2 separate regions of the Rattus norvegicus genome follow, and region 2 is linked to region 1. The links are chromatin contacts, called in public Hi-C maps. All regions are on one chromosome and are shown on one strand. The core of a region is the stretch at or near the end of the contact, and the rest is flanking DNA. Distances in the headings are between cores, read along the strand shown.

Region 1 (4,778 bases), core at 2,084-4,583:
GAAGATGATGAAGGTGCTCGCCATCATCTTGGCCCAGTTGAACTGGAGTTGGCAACAGCTGTAAAAGCTAAGTGGGTAGCTTGGACTCAGATCAACTCAGGGCTAACTGCCTACTGCACGTCTCACTGGCGCGTCCAAAGACTACTCTTTCTTGTCATGCTTTCCTGTGTCGACGGCTCCTGTGCTTATAGAGTTAAATAACATAAAATCACGACATTTGTTTTTTGTGTGTAAATGTTTTGCCTGCTTGTATGTCTATGCGCTATGTGGTACATACCTGGTGCCCAAGAGGCCAGGAGAGGGAGCTGGACTCCCCTGGAAACGGGAGTTAGAAACAGTTGTAAGTTTCTATGTGGGTGCTGGGAATCGAACCCCAGTCCTCTGAGAAGGTTTCCAGTGGCTGTTAAACCACTGAACCAACTCCCCAGCCCCTGAGGTCCCACTTTTCCTCTCTCCTCCCCCGATCTCCCGTGTGTCCCTACGCATACTCTCAGACTGGTAGTCGGAGAAACAGCTGTGAGTCGGCTAGTGGGCACTTAGACCTGACATGAACGCGTAAAGCTTGTGCACAACCTCTCTGGCTGATCGTGGCATCTGCAGAGGCACCAATACCAGCATTAAAACATTATAGGGTCGCAGGAAGCATTAGTGAAGTCATGCTTGAGAAGCTCTTACCATGGAACCTGCTACTGTAATCCTAAATGCTGTATGACTGATAGCTATTGCTATGGCTTTCTTGGTGTCAAGGGATATTTGGTGGCATCAAAGGACATCAAATGGTCCCCACCAGCAAGAGTTTGGGACAGAAGTGGCAACAGACTCAAGTTTAAGGCAGAGGATGAGCATGCAGGAAGTGTCCTCGGAAGAATGATTAGACACAGAAGGCTAACAGAACACAGAACAAAACTCTAGGGGAAAGACAACATTTAGCAGGAAGAGCGGGGCAGGGGAGCAGGGGGAAAAAAAGAGGTAAAGAAAAGCCCAAAGGTGAGCATGGGCTGCAAGAGAGAGGAAAGCAGGAGAAAGAAGTAACAATGTTTACAGTGGTGATTAAAGCTGAGCTCTGTGCAACAGCCCGGCGTGATGGCACACACCTTCAATTTCAGCACTCTGGAAGCAGAGGCAGGCTGGAGTTCAGCCAGCTTGGTCTATACAGGGAGTTACAGGCCCTGCCAAGGATACACAGTGAGACCCCCATCTTTAAAAAAGAAAAAGAAAAAAAACCACCCATGGCATGCATATCTATCTATCTATCTATCTATCTATCTATCTATCTATCTATCTATCTATCTATCAGATAAAATGGGCAAAAGGCCAATAACTTACATAGTCAGCTGGTATCAGAAGTGTAAGAGATTACAGAAATGCTGACTACAGAATTAAGAATGTGGGTAAGAAGGGCGGGGAGCCAGGGAGGGGAAAACCTTATGAGGGAAGGTTGAAGGCAAGGCTTTTCAGAGGGGTGAGTTTACAAGCTCACCTCCGCCCTCCCCTAGATCCCCAAGGTTCCTGTTGCTACCCCTGAACCCCCCTCCCCCACCCCTCTAGTCCCTGTTTGGCTTCAGCCAAAAGCCGCCCGAGTTAGTCCCTTTGACTAGATGATGGCCTGAGACTCCTGTGTACTGACAAGGCTTATATATCCCTCTGACTCTCCCATCACTTTAAAAGTGGGATTGGCTCTACAGTATGTTTGGAGAGCCGCGAACTTTCAGAAATCCAGACGACAGAGGGGGTGTTATTGCTGCTATTCTGTTTTAATTCACCTTAGCCACCGGCGCAGCTATCTAACCTGGTCAGTTAAGAACTAGAGGAAGCCGGGAGCTTTACTGCATGGATAAGCCCTTGGGAGCTCTCCCTTGCCTCAGAATCAGAAAGCTCAACCACTTAGAGGCAAGAGATGGGGGTTAGGGCTTAAGATAAATGTCCAAATCTGCATTTAAAAATCACTTTCACTATTATCATTAATTAGTTGCCTGCTGTAAAACAAGCCGTGTCGTCCTACTCGAGGAACCCTGGAGGGTGCTAGAAAGGAACTGATCCCAGTAGCTCCGCCCAGGACTCGGGCTCCACTGCCGCGCGGCTAGGCCAGGAGGAGGCTCCGCAGCACGTGACCCGCTCCAGCCGCCCTGGCCCGCGACCCAGATCCGTCCCCGGAACCCAAGCGCGGCTGCCCTGCCCCTGATGCGCGTGCATTTGGGGCCCAGGTTCCTTCTGTGTTCACGTGCCACGGGCAATCGCGAATGTCCGAGAGGAAACGTTGATTATCAATTCAGTGTTAGGAGAAACCCGGAGTCTCCCGCCCCCACCCCCATTCCCCGATGGAATTCAGATTCGTATTTATCCAGAGTTGCGGGGACACTGGGCACCTGGGGACGGCTGTCCCCGGCCGTGTGGACCGAGCTCCCGAGGACACGGGGCGCGCGCACGGCATCCCTGCGCGCTGATGTGGCAGCCGCTGCAGGTCGCATCACGTTGCCGGCCCTGTGCTGGTACCCGCTGGAGACAGGATTAAGGAGGGAGGCCGCGGAGGTGCCAGTAGTAAACGTGGGCTCGCCACACTCTCGGCGTGGCTTATCGCACGAAGGAGGCGGGAGGCAGCACGGCGTCTCGCGGGCTGGGGCGGGCAGGACCCGACTGCGTGGCTTTCCCGCAGCAGTCCTTGTGTGCCTCCCGCTCCGTGCCACCCTTCCCCCTCCCTGCTTTCCCCCGGGAGCACCCGAGGCACCAAACGTCATCTGCCTCTGTGATTAGTGGCACCGCAATTCCGGCTGCTGCGGGAAGTTTAGGTGGCCCGGGGACACTGTTGCCAAAACCACTTGGAATGCGACATTCAGAATCAGTGTCTATCTACATTTTCACTGTTCTTAAATCCGGGGAGCGAATTGCAAGTCACCCCTTTTCAGGATAGACCTCCAGCCTGACCTAGAGGGCGTCATTCTATCCGACCCCCCTTCACGCCTGGCCAGTAAGCGATGAGCAAAGGCTCCGAATTTTCCTTCCCCGCTCAAGTTTAGCCACCACGAATTCGCGTTCTTTCTCTGGCCCAAACCAAGAGCAATCGGTGGGAAAGCAAAAGGCCACGTCCACGGTTCTGCACCGAGATGCTGGTCGAGCCGGGGGTGCCCCGCGTCCCGCCCCGCCCCCGCGCTCTGCAGCGCCTAGGGGAAGACGAACCGCTCGCCGGGTGGCCGCTCCCTCCAGGTGGCCCCAATCAGGTGTCCCCGCCCCCTCCCGGCCCCTCCTCCCCGCCCCCCTCTAGGCTGGACCGCGGATGGTACGTTCCGCACGTGAGCTGGGTGCTGGTCTGGCCGGCGACGCGCGTGCCCTGTGGCCAAACACTGCCCGGAGTGAGAGCAAACTACCAGCGCAGTGCGTGTGTGCGCGCGGGTGTGCGCGCGCGGGTGTGCGAGAGGGCGAGCGAGCGAGCACGGGGCGGAGGGGCGGCCAACTGCTTCACACTTTCAATACTGCACTGAAGAGGGAGAGCGAGACAGCCTGGAGACGCACACAACCCCCCAAAATCTCTCCAGACGACCGTCCCACGGATCACAGGACAGAACCCTCCAAATCGAAACGGAGGAAACGGACAGCCATTGAACATGGACGAAGGAATCCCTCATTTGCAAGAGAGACAGTTACTGGAACATAGGGATTTTATAGGGTAAGGTGTACGCACCGTTGCGAATATCTGTCTAGGCGTCGGTTTGGCTTTTTCCCCCCTGCACAAAGTGATATGGAGCGGGTGAGGGCAGAGCCCCTCCCGGAATGGGAGCCTGATGCTGATTTCTGTTTTTGCAGACTGGACTATTCCTCTTTGTATATGTGTAAACCCAAAAGGAGCTTGAAGCGAGACGACACCAAGGTAAGTCCTAAGTTTCCCATAACCTGCCTGGATAGTTAATTAGGGCCATTGATTTCGCAAGGAAACTCTGCCCGCAAATATATTCCAGCCCTGAGCTTTCCTAACTGTGAATTTTAAGTGGCTTGCTTGATACTCCGGGGGATATTCAACACCGCACCTGAATTTAAATTGCATTTTAGAAGTCTAGAGGAGAGAGTTCTGGGCATTAGTTCATTACATAGTGTGTTTGGGGGTTGGGGTGGGAGGGTTCTATCCAGTAAGTGAATGAATCTTACTGCTGTGTCTTTTCTCTGGCACGTTATGAAGGATACCTACAAATTACCGCACAGATTAATAGAAAAGAAGAGACGAGACCGAATTAATGAATGTATTGCTCAGCTGAAAGACTTACTGCCTGAACATCTGAAATTGACAGTAAGATGCACATTTTCATTCTTTGGTGGTCTCCGGGGTGTATTTGCCTGATATAACTCCCAGAGATAGGATAAAATATATATATATATATAAATATTAAGAAGCCTGCCTTTTAACTTGTGCTGTAACTAAGAGTTTCCCAGGGACTCAGAACAGGGGCTCCAGGCTGATGGCAGAAATCATTGATGACCTGTCTGTGAGGAGCTGAGCAGAGCTTCCTTCCCAGTAGTGTGTGTGTGTGTGTGTGTGTGTGTGTGTGTGTGTGTGCGCGCGCGCGCGCGCGCGCGCCTAAGTTGCTGGGCTGCGTGGAAGGCTAATCAAATAAAATTGCGTGTTTTAAACTAACCCCTGTCTCCCCCTCTTTGTTGCACCACTGCAGACACTGGGGCATCTGGAGAAAGCAGTAGTCTTGGAATTAACTTTGAAGCACTTAAAAGCTTTAACAGCCTTAACGGAGCAGCAGCATCAGAAGATAATTGCTTTACAGAATGGTAAGTGGGTC
Region 2 (4,670 bases), core at 161-2,660, 140 kb before region 1:
AACATGAGCCCAGTCAAAGCAAAAGAGAATGCCCAGAAACATTGCTCTGCTTGTGGGTCAGTTGAATGCAATGACAGAATAAAACTCAACAAGTGCTTGCTTTTACCCTCTATGATTTAGGTGTCCGTGTATTTATAGATTGGGCCATAAGCATGCGTGAGGTGGTTTAAATATGCGACACACTGAGCAAAACCCTAGAGACAAGCGAGTCCTTGGAAGTAAATGAACTTATAAAGTTCAAGGCCACAACTTGAAAACACACATTTCCCGTTGCCTTAATTTGCAAGAGGAATAAAGCTTAATGTCTTCCTCACATACCACTTGCTGCAAAGACGTCTTGACGTGCATCCTGCTGAAAGCCTCTTTGAGTTGAATCGGAAAGAGGCTGGAGCTTGGGCTCTTAGAACCCTCTGCTTAGAGCTGCCATTTAGTTGCAAACCCACGATCAAAGTGAACCCAAGAAAGGATCCAGGGCTTCTGGAATAGAAAGGGGTCATCATTGTGCACACGGGACCAGGTTGTGCAAATTTTTCCACCAAGCTAATGAATTCTCGCAGTCCCCTTTCAGTTTGCTTCTGAGTTTGGAAGGAAGCAGCAGGCAGATTGGGTGGTTTGCCCAAGGCTATAAAATATGCCACTGGTAGGGTTTGGAATGACACCTTGGTTCATCGCTGGCTCACAAACCTTCCCATGTCAGGCTCATCTTTCCTTGGCTCGGTTACAGGGATATTAGGGTTGCTGGGGAGAGGAAAAGGGAAGAGAGAGCAGAAGAGGAGGAAGAGCGGAAGAGGGGAAGGAAGACGAGGGAGAGAAGGAAGAGGAAGAAGAGGGGGAGAGGCAGGGAAGGATATTCTTATCCCACAGATGCCACCGTATCTGAGGTCTGTCTGTCTCCCATGTACTCCGTAGAGGATGAAAGCTGGGAGTTGACTATTCAGCACAGACAGCCCTGGGTCTGGTAGGAGGGCTGCCTGCTGAGTCTCTGAGAAGAGAAACAGATAGACTTCACCTGGAGCAGCATGACCTGGACTCCAGTCAACCATGTCCAAGTCCTGTGTATAGAGAACTTTGATTCTTTTTTTTTTTTAAGATTTATTTATTTATTGTATATGAGTACACTGTTGCTGTCCTCAGACACACCAGAAGAGGGCATCGGATCCCATTACAGATGGCTGTGAGCCACCACGTGGTTGCTGGGAATTGAACTCAGGACGTCTGGAAGAGCGCAGTCAGTGCTCTTAACTGCTGAGCCATCTCTCCAGGCCAAAGAACTTTGATTCTTACTGTCGATGCTCCAGTTCTGGAAGGACGGGCTGCTGAGAATGTTCCAGCATTCATTCTCTAACCCTAGTCTTCCCCAAATGACCTCATTCACAAAGATTGAGCTGACTTTTCTCTCCCACTCTCTCCTGACTCACCAGGCTCACAAGGCAACCCTAGACTTCAGATCCCTTGACCAGCTCTTGCGAAGCCCTCGGGGTCCAACTAGAAGGACCTGAGTCTGGGATGGACAGACAAACAGAAACCGTGCTGTCCTTCGTGTCTCTGCACATCACTGCTGTGTGGAATTTCCCGTGTGAGCACAGCCTCGGGGATGGCCTGTCCCTGCACCTGTGCCAACCCTCTGAGGTTAAAAGCCTGTGAATAGCCTAGAGCTTCTCATGCCCCAGACCTGACTAACTTGGCGGAGGTTAGGCTCTGTCATGGATTCTCCCACACCCTGCCATTTAGCTTCCTTCTCCTCCCACAACAACAATGGTGGCAAATGGTTAACGGTGGCAAATGGATTGCTCGCTCCCATGTGACAAGGTCAGTGCAGAGCTAGATGCTCACCACAGGGCAGACACTGCAGGAGAAACCCCTAGGACAGCAGGATGAGTGGCCCACAGTCCTTACCTAGGACCTGCTTATCAGACACTGGGGCCACGGCCTCTGACCCCCCAATGGACGTCCTATGTGTGATGCTCCCCTGTGTCGAGCACCAAAGGCCATTGTCTGGTGTTTAACACTTTAGAGTTCCCAGTTCTGACATCATCACCTGCTCTAACTTTCACCCAGGCAAGAGAAGAGTCCACAGTCTTTAGGGACATGCCTAACCGGCCCATGAAGTATCCCCTATACTCTATGTTCCAGAGCTCTGTAGCTCTAGGATTCCTGTCTGAATAGCTCCGGTCTGATTTCCAAGACCTGGAACTTTGTCCAGACTCATTTATGAGAGGTAGCCAAGGGGTATAGTGTGTCAAAGAGGCGATAGGGGCTGGAGGCCACACACAAGTAGGCTGGGGTCACCAGACATACGTGGTTAGACCCTCCATGTCCACTCTTCCCCAGCCTCAGTGGAGGCCAGGGCTGAGAATCACTAATGTTCTCATCTTAAGGAACGACTGGTTCCCTCTGCTAGATCAGTGCCCCACTCTGCATGGGTCCAAGGCTAGATCAGCACCCCACTCTGCATGTGTCCAAGGCTAGATCAGCGCCCCACTCTGCATGGGTCCAAGGCTAGATCAGCGCCCCACTTTACAGGGGCCCAGTGATCAGCTTTATGCTAATCCTGAAATTTTTTTCTGCTGAACTCTAGAAAACTTGCTTTCTGTTGCCAATTAGAAATGCCATCTCAAGCCACTACCTAAAGACTATACATGGACTGACCCTGGACTCTGACCCCATATGTAGCAATGAATATCCTAGTAAGAGCACCAGTGGAAGGGGAAGCCCTGGGTCCTGCTAAGACTGAACCCCCAGTGAACTAGTCTATGGGGGGAGGGCGGCAATGGGGGGAGGGTTGGGAGGGGAACACCCATAAGGAAGGGGAGGGGGGAGGGGGATGTTTGCCCGGAAACCGGGAAAGGGAATAACATTCGAAATGTATATAAGAAATACTCAAGTTAATAAAAAAAAAAAAAAGAAATGCCATCTCTCTAATTCAATCCTTTCTCTAAAAGGATCAAAGGAGCTGAAGGGGCTTGCAACCCCATAAGAACAAGAATACCAACCAACCAGAGCTCCCAGGGACTAAACCACCACCCAAAGACTACACTGGACAGACCCATGGCTCCAGCTGCATATGTAGCAGAGGATGGCCTTGTTGAATACCAATGGGAGGAGTAGCCCTTGGTCCTGCCAAGGCTGGAACCCAGTGTAAGGGGAATGTTGGAGGGGGCAGGAATGGGTGGTAGTTGGGGAGGGAGAACACCCTTATAGAAGAAGGGGAGGGTGATGGGATAGGGGGCTTATGTTTGGGAAACCAGGAAAGGGAATAACATTTGAAATGTAAATAAAAAATACCCAATAAAAAAATACTGAGAATTTCAAAAGAAAAAAGAAAAAAAAAGAAATGAAAACATTCTTATTTTTTTAAAAAAAAAAAAAAGGAAAAAGAAATGTTATCTCAGACTTCACATGATGAAAACTTGCTTTTAACCTTTGCCTTAAACAGCATGTCCCTCTCCTGACCTGGGAGCACCCTTACTTCATGGTGGCCTTTACTCCCCAATGTTGAACACATCAGCAGTATTCTCACATGTTACCTAAGGTATTTTTTCTCTTATATCCTTTCTCAAGACACCACTGTCTCTTCTACCTCCACCACTGGTCTGCAATCTACTTCCCCCTAGTGATGTCAGGTGGGCCATGCCTTTCCCCCGTGTGACAGTGGGACCCGGCTTCTCACAGCCCATGGATGTGGCTCCTGTCTCCCTTTCCTACCTCACCCTACACTGCTTTGGAATTATCTCAGCAGGCCGCCACTCCACTCCTATTTCCAAGGGCACAGGAGGCTTCTCCACCCTTTGCGTGGCCAGCATTTCTGATCGTGAGGTTTCTTATCAGTTGTCACCAGCCCTGGGGCCTCCTCAGCCACTTACCAAGCACAGGTCCTCATCCTGGCTATGCCCCAACCCCCAGCTGTCTCTTCATCCCTGAATGATGCCTCCTGTATTCAGAAATTATTTAAAAGATACAGTTTGGAAAATGTCTGTCATTCTGGACGTAAATGCTTTTAAGACAATGGCATATGTGTCTGGCCCATACCCCTCTCTCTCCTGTGCCTAGGTTAGCACAATCCACATGGTAGGTAGGGATGGAAACACGCTATGATATTATAGACATCAGTGAAGGAAGGTGGGTATGACAGACAGCTAATTAAAAGTGACATCTCCCTTGTCATTGGAGGACACAGGCTCAGCCATTTTTCCATACTCCAAAGAGTAAACTTGGTGTTAACCGTTTCCTCTTTCCTGATCATCCACATTGCCTTTCAGAGCCCACGTGTGCCCTCCCAGGCCCCAGATACTGGGAGAAATGCATTTCCACCTCGAGAATGACAGTTTCCAGCTCTGTCCTCTGGGCACAGACCCATCCTCAGAGTCCTGTGGGTTTGTCTGGGCACAGAAACGACAAGACCTTCACTGTTCCTGGTGGCTTTTGTCGCTCTGTTTTCTTGCGCGCTTGGTGGCTTGCTCCTAACTCACAGCCAATCACCGCACTGCCAGATGGTGCGGAAGATTTACCGGAATTTCGTTTTCAAATAAACCACAGGCTTGGATGAGCTAATGCTGTTCCACATAAAAAAGCCACAAAACTGGACAAATTAACGTTGTTTCAAGAAAAGAAACTTGTCGAAGCCATCGACTTTGCCTGTCTCAAATGACTGCCCTGAGACCTACGAGCAA

What was found. Hi-C and Micro-C count contacts between places; a contact is called where the count stands out from the background.
Region 2: a contact with region 1 is called in a Hi-C map of mammary epithelial cells, with 1.7 times the contacts expected there. The contact joins the enhancer-like site here to the promoter of Bhlhe41 in region 1. A contact is called at or near these places in 2 of 12 Hi-C or Micro-C datasets (mammary epithelial cells and psoas muscle).

Annotation. Positions count from the first base shown.
Region 1 is chr4:180,567,910-180,572,687 of GRCr8, reverse strand. It overlaps Bhlhe41 (basic helix-loop-helix family, member e41), which reads left to right and starts at 3,333. Exons shown (of 5, transcript NM_133303.2): 1 at 3,333-3,661; 2 at 3,799-3,862; 3 at 4,169-4,276; 4 at 4,656-4,767. The coding sequence starts at 3,600.
Region 2 is chr4:180,704,376-180,709,045 of GRCr8, reverse strand. No RefSeq gene overlaps it. Among named protein-coding and RNA genes, the nearest start is that of Sspn, 79 kb to the right of the region's middle. Within about 2 kb of position 1,410, at least 8 of the 93 cell types and tissues checked have an H3K27ac peak or open chromatin away from gene starts, as enhancers often do.